Linked DNA regions of Mus musculus: all the other regions are linked to region 1. The links are chromatin contacts, called in public promoter capture Hi-C maps. All regions are on one chromosome and are shown on one strand. The core of a region is the stretch at or near the end of the contact, and the rest is flanking DNA. Distances in the headings are between cores, read along the strand shown. Region 1 overlaps Mbtd1 (mbt domain containing 1). Region 2 overlaps Gm21885 (predicted gene, 21885). Region 3 has its middle 8.0 kb from the start of Tob1.

What was found. Capture Hi-C pulls out chosen DNA fragments and counts their contacts.
Region 2: a contact with region 1 is called in a promoter capture Hi-C map of adipose tissue. The contact joins two enhancer-like sites. A contact is called at or near these places in 12 of 484 Hi-C or Micro-C datasets (LSK cells, cardiomyocytes, conventional dendritic cells and 6 more), 1 of 115 datasets of contacts at active chromatin or transcription factors (embryonic stem cells) and 3 of 9 other capture datasets (adipose tissue, liver and pancreatic islet).
Region 3: a promoter capture Hi-C map of adipose tissue shows a contact between it and region 1. The contact joins two enhancer-like sites. A contact is called at or near these places in 4 of 39 promoter capture datasets (the C10 cell line, hippocampal neurons, neutrophils and 1 more), 1 of 484 Hi-C or Micro-C datasets (centrocytes) and 2 of 9 other capture datasets (adipose tissue and liver).

The regions. Positions count from the first base shown.
Region 1 is chr11:93,906,241-93,909,611 of GRCm38.p6, forward strand. Mbtd1 (mbt domain containing 1) reads left to right here. Exons shown (of 16, transcript NM_134012.4): 3 at 2,564-2,697. Among named protein-coding and RNA genes, the nearest start is that of Mbtd1, 22 kb to the left of the region's middle. Within about 2 kb of position 1,816, at least 39 of the 459 cell types and tissues checked have an H3K27ac peak or open chromatin away from gene starts, as enhancers often do. A contact at or near this core is called in adipose tissue, where this site is marked.
Region 2 is chr11:94,284,621-94,287,991 of GRCm38.p6, forward strand. Gm21885 (predicted gene, 21885) reads left to right here. Exons shown (of 4, transcript NM_001378258.1): 3 at 36-211; 4 at 1,219-1,640. The coding sequence ends at 1,365. Among named protein-coding and RNA genes, the nearest start is that of Gm21885, 4.5 kb to the left of the region's middle. Within about 2 kb of position 1,536, at least 9 of the 459 cell types and tissues checked have an H3K27ac peak or open chromatin away from gene starts, as enhancers often do. A contact at or near this core is called in adipose tissue, where this site is marked.
Region 3 is chr11:94,201,766-94,205,136 of GRCm38.p6, forward strand. No RefSeq gene overlaps it. Among named protein-coding and RNA genes, the nearest start is that of Tob1, 8.0 kb to the right of the region's middle. Within about 2 kb of position 1,511, at least 15 of the 459 cell types and tissues checked have an H3K27ac peak or open chromatin away from gene starts, as enhancers often do. A contact at or near this core is called in adipose tissue, where this site is marked.

The sequences.
Region 1 (3,371 bases), core at 566-3,065:
TTTTAAGACTAAACTAGGGGCCAAGAAGTAGTGCTTCCCTAGCATGCAAGGCCCTGGGTTCTGTTATTGGGACCACAAATAAAAAAGCATGCATATGTATGGACTATGCAGGGAAGCCCTCCCAGAAACAATTTTTCCTATAAAAATCAACTTCAGTGTTTGAGATAATCACTCAGTTAGTACAGTGCTTGCTATGCAAGCGTGGGGACCTGTGTTTGATCCCCAGGTTACATATAAAAGCCAAGTGTCTACTCATAATTCCAACTAGCCCTAGGCTGGTGGGGAGGGAAATCCATGGAGCTCGTTGGAAACCTAACCTGCTTGGCAAGCTTTGAACCAGACTGTTTCAAGAAAACAAGGATGGCACCTAAGGAACCACAGCTGAAGTTGACCCCTTGCTTCCATACACACAAGCAGTGCACATGAGTCTAGCCTGCTGTGTATACACTGTCACAGAACTTCATTTATCAAAGCCCACTAGAATCAATGTGGTAGTGCATCCACTAATCCCAACAGCAATTGAGAGTTTGAGGCCAGCCTGGGCTATATAATGAGACCTTGTCTGGGGAACAAAACAAAGGATAACCCAATTAATTAAAATGATCATAGGACCAAGCATTATGGGGCACTCCTTTGATCTCAGCACTCTGGAGACAGGTAAAAGGATCTATCCGGGTTCAAGGCTACCCTGGTCTACATAGCAAGTTCCACGACAGGCAAGATTTCATAGAGATAAACTATGTCTCAAAAAAAAAAAAAAAAAAAAAAAAAAAAACACGTATGAAAGGAAAGATAGATATGCAGCACAGCAGTAGGGCTCTTTCTTTCGTGGAAAGATACTGTGTTACCTAGCACCACAAACCAGAAAAGAAGAATTTCCTAGGTGTATACTACTTCAACTGATATTTCTTGGTCATGGCTAACAAAACTATTTGAAAACTTATGTCAGAAATATTGACCTTAGCATGCTGGTGGACACCTTTAATCCCAGTGCTTGGGAAACAGAGGCAGGCAGAGCTCTGTAAGTTCAAGGCCATTCTACATAGTGAATACCTGAATTCCGGACCAACCAGGGCTACATAGTGAGAGCCTGTCTTAAAACAACAACAACAAAAAATTAGTTTCTATTGCTACATGTTGTTGCTGTGGTTTGGTGATGTCACACCAGTGTGGAAAATCATATCACAAAGGAGCAGTGCAGTTTGACGTTGTATAATTCTTGTCAAGGATTCATTGTCCACTTGACTCATTTTGTTTTGTTGGAGAAAGAATCTCACTGTGGAGACCAGGCCCGCTTTTGTCTCCCAAGTGCTAGGATTAAAACTGTGCACCACTATGATAGCCTTTTTTAAAATAAAGATAATTAGCGATCTCTTAATGATCTAGAATGTGTACGAGGAACTATTCCGTTTTTTCTCTGCTGGACACAAAGCCTTAGATTTTGGGTATTCTGTCTTATTTCCATTTTTCATGTATTCGTAAGTACCATTATGCTACAGGTGGCTTTAGCCTAACCATTTGGGTGAGACATTAACCTATTAACCTGTTGGGTTTCTTCCCCAGCTTCCCTTAGGTCATAATAAGGATTAAACCTAGAGCCTCATGAATGCTACTTTCCTGCCACTAAACTGTGTCCCAGCCCACTTTTTAGCGAGACAGGATTTTACAGTTAACCACACTGGCCTTGAATTCACTCTGCAGCTGAGGTATACCTTCAACCTCTCAGCCCTTATGCCTCAGCCTGGCTGCACAGACAGACCCAGCTCTGTCTGTCATTCTTGGATTTCGGTTCTTGTGACATTTGTTTATGTAATTCTGCCTTTTAAACTATTAAGCATTATGTAATACCCACCAGAAACTTAGCTGTCTCTTGCCCAACTAGTTACTAGTCGACTTCTACCTCAAAATTGAAGCTTGCCCCATCCTTCTACATCCTCTGAACATAATTTGACAGGATCCTCTTAGTTTTTCTAAATACTTGTCCTTTTTTTTTTGCAGTGTTTCAAAGGCTTTTGCTATCATTTTGTTAATCCTCAACTACATTGCAGTCCTCTTCCTCATAACCTATTTAAAAGCTAAAATTCAAAACACATAACAAATATATGTATCAATATGTATGAAAATGCCTGCTATCACATGATAAGCATTAGGAAAAAATCTTAGTTGAAAACAGGGTCTGTCTCTGTATACACACACACACACACACAGGTACACACACACACACAGAGATACACACACACACAGATACACACACACACACAGATACACACACACACAGATACACACACACACACACACACAGGTACACACACTCACTCTCGGGGACATGCATCAGCATACTCTCAACCGTTTTAAAGCCTCTAGGCCTTCAGGGAATTACTGGACTTCGGGGCCACCACCACCACAGCAGCATCAAGTCCTGGCTGTAACTTTTCTCTATCATTTGTGTAAGAGATGGGAAAAAATAATTCATTGCATAGTTTTAGATAAATCCCATTAAACAGGCAGAGACTTTGATGTTATTATATAACATTGATGCCGATGCTTTTCTCTTATTGATTAGCTACCTGTGAGATGTGTGGGATGGTCGGTGTGCGAGATGCTTTTTACTCTAAAACGAAACGTTTCTGCAGTGTTTCCTGTTCAAGAAGTTACTCGTCAAACTCTAAGAAGGCAAGCATTCTGGCCAGACTTCAGGTAACGGTACAGAAACCTTCTTATTCTTCCTGTTTCCCATGGCTTTCACGCCCAGTCATCTGACTGAGTCACTGCACTCCACCTCTTCCCATGGGCCCGTGGTTTACAGCCTGTACTGTTAGGAATGTATGAGCCACGAGTGGTATACACTGAAGCATCTTACACAGTGAAAGCATGCTATCCAAGATAAGCTGTAAATAATCTGTATAAATGAATAAGACCTTTTCCCACATAAGTACAATTAAACACCTTGTTCTATGTAGAACTTAACAGCTATTCTCTCTGGTGGTCCTCCCCCCAATTTGTCCTTCATTTCCTATCAAGGCAGAGAATGATTCATTTTGGAGGTCCTTCTGTTTGGTTTTCTTCCCTCAACTTTGCTCTGTACTTTGGATTTTGTTCTTTGTTCTTAGGGTTTTTATTGCTGGGGTGAACCCCAACTTTAAACAGCAGGTTCAGCTTTGTACTTTGAGTACATCCAGTTTGATACCTTAACCAAATATGTTTGATTGACATAACTCACCTTTTTTAAAACATCCATGAAATAAAAAGAAAATCATCCTCTTTTAAATATATATATTAGTGCTGACCAAGTACTGGTGTCTTGACTTACTTAACTCCGTTGTTAACATACCATCTAAAAATTTCTTAAGGCATTATAGTACTGATTTTTG
Region 2 (3,371 bases), core at 286-2,785, 380 kb after region 1:
CTTAAAAAAACTATGTTGAATTTATGGGTGACCAGAGCTGGTGCTTAAAGTGAGAATTCAGGATTCCAGAGAAAATGACTTCATTGAAATTGAGCTGCCCAGACAAGAGTTAAGTTACCACAACCTACTCCAGGTGAGCTGCTCTCAACTGGGGATCCCCCCAGAACAAGTGGAGAAGATGAGGAAGCTGCCAAACACACTGCTCCGGAAGGTAGGTCACATACCACCGAAGGCACCATTCTGGTGGGTGAAGTGACACAAAGCCAATCATTCAGTTTTTATGTTCCAAGTGAAGTTTAAGATGCTAGAACCTACAGGAGAGCCATGAAGTAACTGGGACACTTTCAACCAGCCGTTTTTCTACTCATGTTACAAGCCTGCTTGAGCGGCAAGTGATCTGCAACTTAAAGGCTTTTATTTTTAGCTGGGCCAATCTCTGGCTAATAAAGACAATATTGTCCTCAGACTAGAACATGGTCTGCACTTACTGCCTAGCAATCCACAGAAATGTTTCTTTGAACTTTATTTAAAGACTTACTTATTTAATGTATATGAGCACAGTATTGCTCTCTTCAGACACACACCAGAAGAGGGCATCGGATTCCATTACAGATGGTTGTGAGCCATCATGTGGTTGCTGGGAATTGAACTCAGGACCTCTGGAAAAGCAGACAGTGCTCCTAACAGCTGAGCCATCTCTCTAACCCTTCTTTGAATTTTTCTCCCCAGGAAGAAAATGTAGATCTCAAGTTATAATATCAGGTTTCATGCTTTAAGATTTTTTCCCCCAAGCTGGCCAGTGGTGGCACACACCTTTAGTAATCCCAGCACTTGGGAGGTGAGTAGATCTGTGGTCTTATAGTCTAAGTTCCAGGACAAAAACCTTCTGAAATGCCCTTGGCCTTTTTATTGATGCCTCAGTCCTTAATGATAGAACCTTTGTAAATTATCATTAAGTCACAAGATGATCACACTTTCCAGACAGTGTTAGTATCAGGCTGGGCATGTCGGCTCACACCTTGATGACCCTAGTACTTGGGAGAAGCAGAGGTAGACACCTTTGAATGCCAGGCAGAGACTGTCTCAAAAAAACAATTCAACTGCTGACATCCCCAGGGAGAGACAAAAGCCAATCTGAAGCAGCTCTCAGTAATAGTTTGCCTTACTTCAGTGACTTACATAGTGTTCTTAAATCCCTCAATCTTTCCCATCATGTAGGACAAAGACATTCAAAGACTCCAGGACTTTCAGGAGATAGAACTCCTCTTGGTGAAGAGTGGAAACCCTGACTGGACTCAGCACACAGCATTACCTCGGACAGAGACACCATGCTACAATAGTAATGCTGCCAAAATGACTTACTAGCTCCAGAAGGGTCTGCAGTAATTTTGTCAATAATGAGGCTAGGCCCACGTGACAATCTGGCTAACCACAATGAACTTTGGAAAAAATGTCATCTGCAACTTCTTAGTAGGAACTGTTTCACAAGCTCATGGCACCCATGGGGCCAAGTTTATTCTGAAGTGCTGAAGCCCAATACTGACATCTGACTGAGTTACATGCACGGATGCACGCCCAGCTTCATTTACCTATCCATTGGAGTGACTTATGATCTGAGTAAATTAACTTCTCCAGCCCGAGACAATCTGTGACAACAGCTCCCATCACTGTAGTCGGTGGCAGCTTCCCTAGCTTCACTCCGAGGCTGGCAGTCATCATACCCAAGCTGCTCTCAAGCCCACTTGTGGTGGCTATTAAGTAACTCACTTCATAAGCACTCAGCGGTAACCCGCCTACGTTCCCTCACCATTCCTCTTTGCACAGCCACTGCTCCTTGACTAGCGTCACCTCTGATCCTTATGAATTTAGTTAAAACACCAGGGCTCCTCATAGACCATTTGCATTCCTAGCAGCTGAGATTAGAGGGAAGGTAAGGACACACAGTAGGCATTACCCATACCCAACAACTGTTAGAAGGCTATTTAAAACCATGCTGGCTAGCTCCAGTGGCTCAGCAACAGCTAACTGTGACTGGGCAGGATGGATCCTCAGTGACAACTCCCTTGTGTTTCACTTTCAATAGGAAAATTTAGGCAGGAGCTCAAGGCTGCTTAGGTTAATAGCTAAAAATCATTATTTGTAAAATGTTGTTTTCAATTAGTCAATTTTAATTGAAAAACAACTTAGTCAGGAGGCAAATGTTATCCTCTATCCTAATGGCAGAACCTAGTAGGTGACATCCAGTGCCTAGTTCCAGTGCAAACAGTAATCCTTTCATAAAGCTAAGGACCAAGTTCTTACCTGCTCTAGTAATAAGCATACTCCACTCAAAAACAGAACAGGGACAGGGAAGGGAGGCTGGGGCATGGGGATCTATTAGCCCCAAGAGCACAGACTTTGTGTAGTAGAGGGGATGACCCCAAACCTCCCACATGCTGGCATTACAGGTGCACAGACCCTTTTCTGTATGTCCTAAAACCTGGGGGTTCTAGAGGATGCACAATTAGGTTTACTTTATATCTTAAATGTATATGAAGTCCCTGCATAGGGAGCAAGTCCATTAAATAACTCTTAGGTGGAATGAACCAGGCAGCAGAATGAACGTTAGACTAAGATGCCCGGAACCTAGCTGGGTTAGAAGAATGTCAGCACTCTCACTCCTAACTGCTCACAACTTCCCTTGGCACTGCCAGCTACTGACAGATGTCCTGTCCAGCTCACGGCTGCAGTGCTGCACTGAGAAGAGGGCAGCAGGCAATGGGGGAGGGAGTTACACATTTTCTCTTTACTGACCAACCCCAGTATCAAGACCTGCGCCTACATGCACACTGAGCTCACAGCTGTCCCCAGCTCACCTTGAAGTCTCACTGAGCAGGGCGTGGGGGAAAGGACTATAGGAATGAATGCTTGCCTATGTAAACCCCACACCTCTGCTGGTGCTTTTCAAGTCCTAATCATTTTTTCGTAAAGAGTAAATGTTCTTGTTAACCTTCCTTGGAAGGCTGCTTACGAGTACCCATTCCCTAGCTGCCATTTAACAAAAGATACCACATGTGTACGCCTTGTCTGTAGTGTTCAGGATTCTATATCTGGCCAAGTATGGTAGTGTACTCATAACCCAAGAATTGATGGAAAGATTCCCTAGGTCCAGACTAGGCTGGGCTATATATAGTGAGACCATCGAGAATAAAAGGAGAAAGTGTATTTTTAAAATCTGTATGTATTGAGGTTAGCTAGCATGTTTATCAGTCACTACCTACACCAAGTCCTTTTCCCACTTAAAAAAAATTTTTTTATTAAGAAATAGCATATACACAAAAGCACACAAACATACAGTTCAAAAAGAAAAAAGCCCATCGAGTTAGAGAAAA
Region 3 (3,371 bases), core at 261-2,760, 300 kb after region 1:
GAGGAGCCCTTCCCCAATCCCTTTGGCCAACACTAGCCACTAGCAGTTTTAAAGAAGTAGGCTCTAGCAAACCTGTGTATTTGTTCTGCAAGCTTGCCATACCGCCTAATCTTATGGAGGCATTTTCTCAATTGGGGTTCCCTCCTCCTAGATGACTCTAGTCTGTGTCAAGTTGACATAAATTAGCCAGTACTAAGCAACAAACAACAACCACCACCACCTAAACTCTCCAATAGTTTCCTATCTTTTAGGAGCCAAAAATCTACACTTCCTAATATAAGGCCCTCAATATTGACTTCCCAGCAATGGCCCACATCCTCTCTAGATTCTTACCTCTGAATCCTGCACCCCAAGCCACTCTGGGCCACTTACATTGTCCAAATAGTTTGTGTTCTTCCATTGGATTAAGCAGTGACACAGCAAAGCCACCAACTAGTCAATATTGATTGACAGCAAGGCCCTAGAACGCTCGTGTGCAAAGGTCAAGAAAAGCAAAAGATACGGTCCAAACAAAATGTTTATGATCCATCCCAGGAGATAGGACAGTTAAACCAGGAAGTAAGGAACAATCTAGGATGCAAAAGCCAGAAACAGAGAAGCAACCGGAAGATGGAAATGGTATGAACTACTGCGTGTCACCAAAGACAGTGTCAATATTTGTTTGAAGTTTAAAAGCAATTTCACTTATCTTTGTTCCCTGAGCTGACCCCAATGGAACTTGAGTTTTGGACAGATCTAAGGAGCAAAGACAGAAAAAGAAGAGGAGGAGGGAGGGGAGAAAGGCAGAAAGAGGCAGAAAGGGAGAAAATATGGCTTACAGGGTGTTTTCCCAGGTACCTCTCCACTTGCCTTTCACAGAGCGCCAAAGGCTTGGTCTATTGCAGGAGGGCTGAGGCTCCTGGCAGTAGAACTGGGGTGGCCACACCCAGCCAATACCTAGAAGTGCAAAGGCTCCAACGCAAATCCTTTTACTGCAAGTTTGTATTTCTCTACTGCGCTTCACTGCAACTTAGATGGCATGGAAGTGGGAGCCCATGGGCACAGTCTATATTGATCCAAGATCAGGTGTAAACCCTTGAAAGTCAAGTGAGGGGGCTGGTGAGATGGCTCAGTGGGTAAGAGCACCCGACTACTCTTCCGAAGGTCAGGAGTTCAAATCCCAAAAACCACATGGTGGCTCACAATCATCCGTAACGAGATCTGACTCTCTCTTCTGGAGTGTCTGAGGACAGCTACAGTGTACTTACATATAATAAATAAATCTTTAAAAAAAAAAAAATTCAAGTGAATTTTCTCAAGTCTATCCTCAGGGAGTGGTATGACATGTGGCAAAGGTCAGAGGGGAAATGGCCTGACCAAATAGCAGTAGAACTTAAAAAACATTTTTTTTTTTAAAAAAATCCACAGTGTGTGTGTGTGTGTGTGTGTGTGTGTGACACGCTCGGAGGTTTCAGGACAATCTGTGGGAATGAGTTTTCCCCTTTCACCCTGTGGGTCCCAGCAATTGAACTTTGGTTGCCAGTCTCAGCAGCTTACATTTGTAACTGCCCAGCCATTTCACCAGCCTAGAATGGTTTCTGTTTGCTTTTATTTAAAAACGACATTACTTACCCTGGTGAGGTAGTGAACAGTGGTAATCCTATTATCCAGGAGGCAGAGGAAGACAGGGCTCTGATTTTCAGGGCAGCCTGGCCTACATGGTGGGTTTGAAGAAGGCAAGGACATCGTAGTGAGACCCTGTCTCAAAACACCAAACCAAACTAATCAAACAGACAAAGCAACCCCTCGTTCCTTGATAATCTTAGAGTCTGTCAGAATGCTATAAACAGATCAGAAACGAACCTTTAAGGTTTGAACACCAAAGTCACCGGTTTGTAATATTTGGCAAATTCTAGAGCAATGTTTATGACGGGGGTCATGTTCGGTCATGTATTTAGTCTGCAATATGCAACATCTTCACCAAGTTGAAAAGCACGATGATTGCCCACAGAAATTCAGAGAAGAGGCAGGGATTAAAAGATTTATATAAACTTGGCTCAGTGGGTCAAGTGCTTGTTGGGAAAGCCCGCAACCGAGTTCAGTTCCTAAAACTCATGAAAGAAAAGGTTCCACAAGCTGTCCCTGGCCAGCTCCTGTGCACTGAGACTTTCACGCACCCGTACTCTCACACAGAGATATGTTGTAGAAGAATAGAAACAACAACAACAACAATAATAATGTGAGTAAATACTTGAAATGTTTAAAACATGCCTACTCTTTATAAACAAAGAAACACAAATTAAAGCAACAAAAAATATAATCATAGCAACTGGGAAAAATATTTAATGAAAAGTATTGGCTAAGAGTGTATTGAGACTGAACTGACCTCCACTGGGAGTGTAAGACAGTATGGTATTTCTAGACAGTGATTGACCTTATGTGTTAAGAGCCTTGAAAATGTCCTCTTGAGTAGAGACTATAGCCCAGGAGCAGAGCTGTTCTAACATACACTGAGCTCTGAGTTTAGTCATTAGTCATGGGGGGGGGGGTAGGGAAGGGGTAGAGAGAGAAGAAGTAGTCTCCCTTTTGACTAAGTAATTTCCCAAGGAAACAATCAGAGCTGTAGCTAAAGATTTATACATAAAAATGTTTAGTATAGAGTGCCATCAAATGTCCAACAATGGTTAAATGAATTCTTGCAAATGCACGGAAGGTGATATAGTAGTCACTCATTAAAAAAAAAAAAAATCAGCCGGGTGTGGTGGCGCACTCCTTTAATCCCAGCACTTGGGAGGCAGAGGAAGGCAAATTTCTGAGATCGAGGCCAGCCTGGTCTACAGAGTGTGTTTTAAGTGAGCCAGGGCTATACAGAGAAAGTCTGTCTCAAAAAACCAAAAGAAAATAAAAATCAGAGTCAGGGAAGATAGGAAGGAGTTGACATGGAGTGAACCACAGGCAGAGGCTGCAGAGAGGACTCCGTGGGTAAGCGCTTGTGTGTGAGCTCCAGGAGTGGCTGTTTATACACCTGTAACCACAGCAGAGGCAGAGGCAGAGGCAGAGGCAGAGGCAGAGGCAGAGGCAGGAGGATGCCTGGACCATGCTGGCTGCCAACCTAGTTTCACATTCAGTGACAGAGACTGTCTCAAAAGAAGGCAGGGAGTGACAGAGAGGAACACTCGATGTCCTCCTGGGGCCTCTGTGTTTGTGTGTTGTGTAGAGTTCTCTCTAACACAAAGAAATGGAGCAGGGTCGTCCTCGTGGTCATCACTGTGAGATGAAAGTTGAGTTTCTTCTTACACTTTTATTTGTAGTTTTTGAGACAGGGTCCTGTTTGTATAGTTCAGGATGCCCTTGAATTTGCTATGTGGCCCAAACGGAGTTTGAATTTGGGG